3 separate regions of the Mus musculus genome follow, and all the other regions are linked to region 1. A link is a contact called in public HiChIP or PLAC-seq and promoter capture Hi-C data. All regions are on one chromosome and are shown on one strand. The core of a region is the stretch at or near the end of the contact, and the rest is flanking DNA. Distances in the headings are between cores, read along the strand shown. Region 1 holds the start of Cfl2 (cofilin 2, muscle). Region 2 holds the start of Ralgapa1 (Ral GTPase activating protein, alpha subunit 1). Region 3 has its middle 4.8 kb from the start of Aldoart2.

The links. HiChIP or PLAC-seq counts read pairs in DNA pulled down with a chosen protein or histone mark. Capture Hi-C pulls out chosen DNA fragments and counts their contacts.
Region 2: a promoter capture Hi-C map of liver shows a contact between it and region 1, with 2.1 times the contacts expected there. The contact joins the promoter of Ralgapa1 here to the promoter of Cfl2 in region 1. A contact is called at or near these places in 1 of 39 promoter capture datasets (pre-B cells) and 1 of 9 other capture datasets (liver).
Region 3: an H3K27ac HiChIP or PLAC-seq map of large pre-B cells shows a contact between it and region 1, with 5 times the contacts expected there. The contact joins the enhancer-like site here to the promoter of Cfl2 in region 1. A contact is called at or near these places in 3 of 39 promoter capture datasets (hippocampal neurons, liver and pre-B cells) and 2 of 115 datasets of contacts at active chromatin or transcription factors (embryonic stem cells and large pre-B cells).

The regions. Positions count from the first base shown.
Region 1 is chr12:54,861,492-54,864,231 of GRCm38.p6, reverse strand. Cfl2 (cofilin 2, muscle) reads left to right here and starts at 1,355. Exons shown (of 4, transcript NM_007688.2): 1 at 1,355-1,488; 2 at 2,399-2,706. The coding sequence starts at 1,486.
Region 2 is chr12:55,819,738-55,822,477 of GRCm38.p6, reverse strand. Ralgapa1 (Ral GTPase activating protein, alpha subunit 1) reads left to right here and starts at 1,311. Exons shown (of 42, transcript NM_001368814.1): 1 at 1,311-1,816. The coding sequence starts at 1,711.
Region 3 is chr12:55,559,070-55,561,809 of GRCm38.p6, reverse strand. No RefSeq gene overlaps it. Among named protein-coding and RNA genes, the nearest start is that of Aldoart2, 4.8 kb to the left of the region's middle. Within about 2 kb of position 1,334, at least 83 of the 459 cell types and tissues checked have an H3K27ac peak or open chromatin away from gene starts, as enhancers often do.

The DNA.
Region 1 (2,740 bases), core at 106-2,605:
AAGTCAGCTACAGTGTACTTATGTATAATAATAAATCTGTGGGCCTGAGAAAGTAGAGTGGACCGGAGCACCCACAACAGGCAGCTCAGGCAGCTCACAATGGTCTGCCACTCTTGCAACTCTAGCTCCAGTGATCAAACATCTTCTGGCTACTAAGGGCACCCACACACACATAGCAGACCTTCACACAGATACACCTACATGTACACTGAGTAAAAACAAAAGGATTTTTTACATTTATTTTTTATGTGTGTGCACATGTGCAGGTGTTTGTGAAGGTTAGGAGAGGGAGTCAGGGTCCATGGAGCTGAGCTCACAGGTGACGACTGCCTGTGTGCTGCCTGACATGGGGATAGGGTACCACCAAGCTCGATGACTTAAGTTTAATTCCCAGGGCCCACACGGTAGAGGAGAAATGACTCCCACAGCACACCTATTCACACACACACACACACACACACACACACACACACACACACTCTCTCTCTCTCTCTCTCACACACACACACACACACACACACGATTTCAACACAATTACCAAATCAAATGTGTCAGGCCCTTTTCTCTCCACATATAAACATTTATTTTTCTAGTAATCTCAATACATCCCATTTACAGGGGAAAAGAAACGTAACTTGAGCAGTTTCTGGTTTTACTTGGATTATAATTCTGTCCAAGGTATCTCCAGAGACTTTTTGTGACCTCACCCTCTTCTTGCAGAATTCCAGGTATAAGCCAACATTCCTGCTTCTCATTCTGCCTTTGCTTAGTACTTCAATCACTAAGGTAATATTTATAGTGTTCGTTCTCCTTTTAGTAATAAGAGGGGTCTAAACCCAGGGAGGTGGTGCTTGCCTGTAATCCCAACACCTGCAGGATGGAGGCGGGATCCGTTCAAGGTCATCTGCAGTTACTTCATGAATCAAGAGACCCGCAAAAGACTCCAAACGAGATCCTGTCTCAATTCAAACACACAAAGAAGAATAAGATCTTAACGATTCATTCAAAGTCGGGGCTTTCCAAAGGGGTCCCGAAAGGTTACAATCCGGACCCTTTCCGTGGAAAGCGCAAGTGAATGAAGCAAAGAGCTCTCTACCCGACCACCACACCCCGTTTCCTCACGTCACAACCCCCCAGAGCAGCGCCAGGAGCCCGCGAACCGCTCGAGCGTTGAACCCGGATTGGTCGCTACGACCATCCCTGTCAGCATCGGGGCTCCCGCCGCCGCTGCGCGTGGTTCTGCTAGCGGTTCTGGAGCTCCGGGGTCAGGCGGAGGACAGCGGCGGGGGCGGGGCCTGACCACGTGACCGCCCCCGCCCCGCCCGCCCTGCGGCCCTCCAGCCCGCCGCCCGCCCGCCCGGCTGCAGCTCCCGGCGTGCCCTGCACTCTCTGCTGCCCGCCGCCGACCCCTCCTTCTTCTCGTCCCAGTGCCACCGAGCCGGAGTCCGAGCCACCGCCGCCGCAGCCACTTCAGCCGCGGGCACTATGGTAAGGTGGGCGCGCCGGCGGGGGAATGCTGGGCGCGGCGCGGATCCCCGCGCGGCCGCCATCTTAACCCTGCCTGGGCCTGTGCGGTGGGCGCTTCGGCGCTGCGGGCCGAGGGCTCGAGGCCCTGCGGCCGCTCCGAGTCCCGAGGCGGGAGGGCCCGGCGCAGGCCCGGCGCGAGAGGGTCGCTCCTTGGGCCAGGGCCCCCGCGTGTTGCTCTGCCCTGCGCGGCTTAAGGTTTTTAACTCGCGCGCTGTAAGGTTGGTACGTGGCCAGCAGCCTCTGGGTGAGGGTCTAGGAGGCCGGCCATAACGCCGTTCCGAGGAGATTGAACAGGTAGAAACCTATTTTAAAACGCTTTTCTCGCCGTAGGGAGCCTTTTCACGGGATCTGTTAGTTTCAAAGCGGCTGCCAATGGGCGGTGGGGCGTAATCGCTGTAGCCGCAGCGGGTTGGAGTTTACACTTGATTCTCTTTCCTTATGTGGAAGCAGCCGTGGCTAAGACGGCTTTAAAGAAAGAAAAAAAAAATAGTAGAAGCGTTAACTGAAATCCTGGAGTGTTTTTTTTTAAGGCCTGCAGAGTTGACACAATACAGAAGGTATTTTTGCTGCTGCTCCTGAAGCTCTGACATCACCCAGTGAAATAGGAAACATTTCAGGCATGGCTCAACTGTATTTGTCCCTTCCCACCTCCCGTTAGCGGTTCTCTCCGTACTCCTTTAAGAAGGATGAATGAGCAGTATGAGTTAGACATTTTACCCGTATCTTCTTCTGATATTTAAAATTGACAGACCTAATAGGACTGCTTACGTTGTTTGGTGCAGTTTTTTAATACTCTGGCCAGACTGAAGTCTATGATTTTGGTTAAAACCGAAATCCTTATTCTAAATTCCCACCCTTTGTTTGTTTTCAGGCATCTGGAGTTACAGTGAATGATGAAGTCATCAAAGTTTTTAATGATATGAAAGTAAGAAAATCTTCTACACAGGAGGAGATCAAAAAAAGAAAGAAAGCAGTTCTCTTCTGTTTGAGCGATGACAAAAGACAAATAATTGTAGAGGAAGCCAAGCAGATCTTGGTGGGTGACATTGGTGACACTGTAGAGGACCCCTACACATCTTTTGTGAAGTTGTTGCCTCTGAATGATTGCCGATATGCTTTGTACGATGCCACGTACGAAACAAAAGAGTCTAAGAAAGAAGACCTAGTATTTATATTCTGGTGTGTAAAAACAAAAGAAAAAAAGTACTTCTAA
Region 2 (2,740 bases), core at 62-2,561, 960 kb before region 1:
CACACACACATTCACACACACTCACAGATTCAAAATAAAAATCAATCAGCTCAGCAGTTAAGAGGACCTAGGTTCAATTCCCAGCACCTCCATGGCAACTTGCAGCTGTCTGTAACCCTAGTTCCAGGGGATCTGATACCATCTCACAGACATATATGTAGGCAGAACACCAAAATAAACAAACAAACAAGCTGGACAGTGGTGGCACACACTTTAATCTCAGAACTCTGGAGGCAGAGGCATGTGGATCTCTGTGAGTTCTAGGCCACCTTGATCTACAGAGTGAGTTCACAGCCAGGGCTACACAGAAAAACCCTGCCTTGGAAAACCAAAACGAAAAAAGCAAATGAATAAACAAACAAATAAAATAAATTATTTAAAGTCTCTAAAGAAAAATACAAACAAAATTGTCTAACAAATATTAATTCAGAGTGACGGAAGATAGATCAGCAGGGGACTGGGCACTAGGGACAGGCAAAGACAAAAAGCCAGAGTTTGTGATTACTACTTGTGTTTTGTAGTTTTTTGTTTTGTTTTGTTTTGTTTTGAGACATGGTCTAACGTAGCTGCCATTGACCTTGAATTATGTCTTCCCAAATCCTAGTATGACAGCAGAGCACTACCACACTTAGTTAATTGTTTTACTTGGATCTTACACAGCGTTCTTTGGATTTAGGTGAGTATTTCACATCTAAAGACAGCCTTCCTTTAAAATCATCCAGATTTCTTAATTTTTTTTCTCTGATATATGGTAGGATGCATTTACTTGTACAAGATATTTTATTTATTTATGTCTGTTTTCTTGGTGCTGGAGATCTGGTGCTAGAGCGAACTGCAGCTCTAGCCATGTGCATGTTAATTTAAAGGAAAAGGATGCAACACTCCCACGCATCTCTAAAGTACAGTACATTTTTAATCATTATTTTGCAAGACGCAGGAAGAATCCAAATTAGAAAGTGAACGGTTTGCAAAACACAGGAAATATCCAAATTAGAAAGTGAAATGACGTCAGAGCCAAGGCTTCAGAGCTAGTATCAAGCTGGCCTTGCACATCTGTTCTGATGTTTAAGTTACTCAGAGCGGTTTAAAGAGTGGAGATGAACGACTTTTTCAACAAAAACTCTAGGAACCGCTGTTTACAAGGAGCACACAGTAGACAACACCTTCCTTAACTTTCTTGCCCTTCTTCATTACTACAGACACAGGAAACCAAGAGGCTATAGAGGCAGGAATGAGCTCACGCTGACATGACGTCACGAGCACTTGACGTCAGAAGGCGGTTGCCACGGGGACCGTTCGCCACCGACGGCAGAGTCGTGAAACTCCATCACCACACGACTCGGTTTTGGCCTCCGCGGGGTTGAAGCTGCTAGAGACGCTTCAACCTTAAGGGGGCCTCAGGGAGAGAGGAGTGGCGCCGCGGCGGAGCGCTCCCTCTCCGCGGCTGTGGGGATTCCTGCCGCGGCCTGGGCGGCGGCGGCCGCTCCGCGTCTCCTCGTCGCTGCAGCGCGCGGGGCGGATCCGCCATATTGGAGCCGGGGCTGCAGGTTCCGTGCGGCGGCGGCGGCGAGAGGCGGGCCTGGCAGCGGGGCCCGCGCGGCAGCGGCGGACGCGGGGGAACGCATGAGCCGCCGCGGCTAGCCTCTTCCCCGCCCACCGCCTGCGCTGGGTCGTCGGGACCCGGCCGGGAGGGGCCGCGGCGGCCGCAGGATGTTCTCTAAGAAGCCGCACGGGGACGTGAAGAAGTCCACCCAGAAGGTGCTGGACACCAAGAAGGACGCGCTGACCCGCCTCAAGCACCTGCGCATCGTCATCGGTGAGGGGAGCCGCGACCCCGGGGCGCCGCCGCGGCGGCCTTGCTGCCCCCGGCCTGTCACCCCGCGAGCTCCGGGCTTCGCCCTCGCGACCTGGCGCGGTCGGGAGTGAGGGCCGGCGGCGCCTCTGCCCACGCGCGGGCGGGCGGCGAGGGAAGGGGACAGCTTGGCAGTTGGTACAAATCAGTCAGCACCAGCACGGAGAGACCCACGTTGGAGTTCCTGGTCTGATTGTTTAAAAAAAAAAAAATGACAGTCAGGCCAGAAACTTAAGTCCTTGATGAGACTTCAGGGACACTTGGCGTTGTGGGTAATGGTGTTTAGAGGGTGTGCTTGCCATCTGACTACTGCCATCCCCACCCGAGTGCAAAGCAAAGCAAAGCAAAGCGCTGGCTCGGCCAGTGGAACCCGTAGTCTTTCAAGTTTTTTTGGCAGGTGAGGGCCCTGGAGGAAGCAGTTGCACCTCTTTGGGAAGTGGGTGGTTCCTGAAGCTTGGGGAAAGAACCCCGCCCTATACACCCTGTTCTTCATTTGCTGTCCTTTAGGAAGAAAACTAATTATAGAGAAGAAGGTTCTCGTGAACGATACAGAATTAAGTTTTCATTAAAAATTTCTTACTCTCTGCCGTCTCATCAACTTTAGTGTCTCTGAAGACCGAAGCAAGCTAGATTTGGGATAAAGTGTTAAGCGAGGATTTTTGGATACTTGGTCATAGACAACTTGGATTTTTTTTTTTTTTTAAATGAAGAAATTTTGAGGTAAAAAGGAAAGTTGACCAGGGCTTAGACATATAGAATGACAATAGGATAGCTGAGGTTAGATCTCAGATGTCTGAATTCTAATTCAGAGTTTATCATCTCAAGCTGTCCTCCTAATTTCTGTCTGTTTTGGAAAGTGACTTATATGTTTAGTGGTGTGTCCTCTGT
Region 3 (2,740 bases), core at 85-2,584, 700 kb before region 1:
TCTCAGTAGACAAGGTTAGCCTCAGAGGTCTGCCGGCCTCTGCATCCCAAGTGCTGAGATTATCCCAAGTGCTGAGATTAAAAGCGTGTGCACCCACCAACTGGCTGACATTGAATTTTTTTTTAATGTAGTCAATAAATTTTTTTGTTTGTTGTTTTTTTTCTTTTTAATTACTTATATTATTTATTTACATTTCAAATGCTGTCCCCCTTCCTGGACCCCTCTCCTTGTTGGAGTTTTTAATGATCTGGTTTGTTTTAACTGGGAGCCTTATTTTGCTGTCTGAGCTGGCCTTGCACTCCTGAGTTCAAATGGTGCTGAGCAGCTGGGACAAGCTCACAGCCCCGCACAGCCTAATGTATGGCATGGCCTCTGTTTCCGATTCATTCTCGGAGGAAAACACGGACAGCCCTACTAGCATTGCTTCCCATGGGCTCACCACCAGAAGCAAATTCAGTCACTAATTTACTGCTTTGCAATCTAGGTGTTTCTTTGTTAGAGACTGTTTTCAGTTTTAGGATCAGTCTTTGATAATAAGTAAATGTCTGGTGAGTTCCCAGCAAAAGAATAAGATATGTCTGCTGAGTCAAGAGTAAACTGGACAAGAAATGGGGGTGGCTGAACCCCATGTTTTGGAAAGCTTGGGACAGACAACTAGATCCAAACCTTCGTCGTTTGTAAGTGAAGGTGGCCAGATACTCCTGCACCCACAAGGGGCGAGTTCTTTAACTTCTGCGGAAAAAAAATGTTTCAAAGTTTCCTGAAACTTCTACTAATTAGAAATGAAATGCAGCCAGCAAAGCCGTGGTCATTTCTAATTTACAATATTGCTTCGCTTCCAAGGTAAACGTGGACAAGTCACAACTTCTTTTGATGCCCGGGGGATTGAAAAAATTAAATCAGCGGGATTGACTATTGATGTTTTCTAGCAAATGTTTTGAAATCTCTACCTTTCATCCATCTTGTAGGAAAACAGGATTGCTTTCTGAGCCTTCAAAGATATTAATTCCTTTAATAAATCCTTACTCGGACGTTGGGAACTTCCGAGGGTCAGGTTTCTGTAGCAATCTTTCCATCAGGGGTGAATGGTGCCCGCAGGCAGGCTCCCAATTTTTTCCCAAGTGTCATCACTCTTGGTCTGAAACTGGGGTGAACCAGCATTACGAGAGATTAAGCACACCTTCTGTCCAGCCTTTTTAGATTTCCTTATTATATTCCTTGCAAAGCAAATTTCGAGACAGGCTGTTCGCCTTCCTGGGGATCAGCTCTTAAGGAGATAACGCGCCGAGACGCCCTGCAGTCACAGTCCCACCTCTGCTCTTTGACCCCTGCTCCAGCCAGAGCTGAGAACGTGGAAGGGGCGGGGCTGGGCTCGGGAGGAATTAGTGTAAGAGCTGAATAGACGTTATCAAGACTTGTGAACCTGTATGCGATTCTCAAAGAGTTGATGCAAATCTCGTATTTTTAAAAACAAACAATGGAGAGTGAGAGATTCCTAAAGTACACTGGATATGTGTCAAGAAAAAGTACAGGAAACTGAAACAAGGAAGTTCCGCCTCAGTGAGTGTGTGAGCCTGACAGGGAGGGAGGGTAACCCCGGTGGTGAGGATTCTGAGGCAGCGCCCATTCTTCTTCAATAGGCTTTATCTAAGGCTTATACAAAGGTAGTAGAAATACAGGAGGGTGACACCTCATTCTCGAGGACAGCATTATGTCAGTGTCTCTCATTAAGAGCGAACATCGAGGACATCAGTCTAACAAGTTGTCCTAAGGCACCTGCTATAAATTCATGTTTAATGTGTAATTATGAATATATCTCTGCTGAAAGAGTGGACACCATTTCTCTTTTTGTCCTAGCCATTAAAAAGAGAAAAAGGAAGGATACACAGACTGTCTTTGTGGGAAAGAATGATGCTTGGTGACCCACAACCCAACTGGCATGGCTCCCCTGGACACTAAAAAGGGGGTGTCCGTGTAGGGAGAAGATGGAACAGTGATTTGAGATTTGCTTGCTTAAAGCTCTGGATGCGATCTGTGAAGGAAGGAAGGGCAATCTCCTGTGTGGAGATCAGAAGGCAACCTTCAGAATGCAGCTCCCCTCTCTCACCTTGTTGCGGCAGACTGCGCAGCCGTACTCCGGGCGAGGTAGCCAGCAAGCTCCTGTGTGGTTCTCCTGTCTTTACTTCCTGTCTCATGCCAGTGCAGAGATCACAGATGCACACCTGCTCCTCATCTGACTTCTCCTTGTACAAAGGTTCCGGGGTCAAACATGACATGACATCAGTCCTGGGCAGCTGGTACTCCTAAGCCATCTTCTTGGGTTTTTAAAATGCTTGATAATCACCCCGAACCCATCCCCCACCCTCGCCACCACCACTTTTTTTTTTTTTTTTTTTAAATAGGATCTCACTATGTCGATTTATCAGGCCTGGGGTAGTCTTCAATTCACAGAGATTGACTGCCTCTGCCTACCCAGTGTATACCGCCACATCTGGCTTTTTTTTTTTTTTTTCATTACAGTGTAGTTCACTTAGTGTGACTCTGTGTGTGTATGTGTGTGTGTGCATATGCATGTGTGTGTATGTGCATGTATGCATGAAGCATGACATTACACACCAATTCCTGACAGTTGTGGTTTTTCCTTCCACTATCAGGGACTGAACACAGGCTATCGGTCCTGGCAGTAAGTGGCTTTACCCACTGAACCATCTAACTAGCCTAGGAGCCCAGATTTTTATAA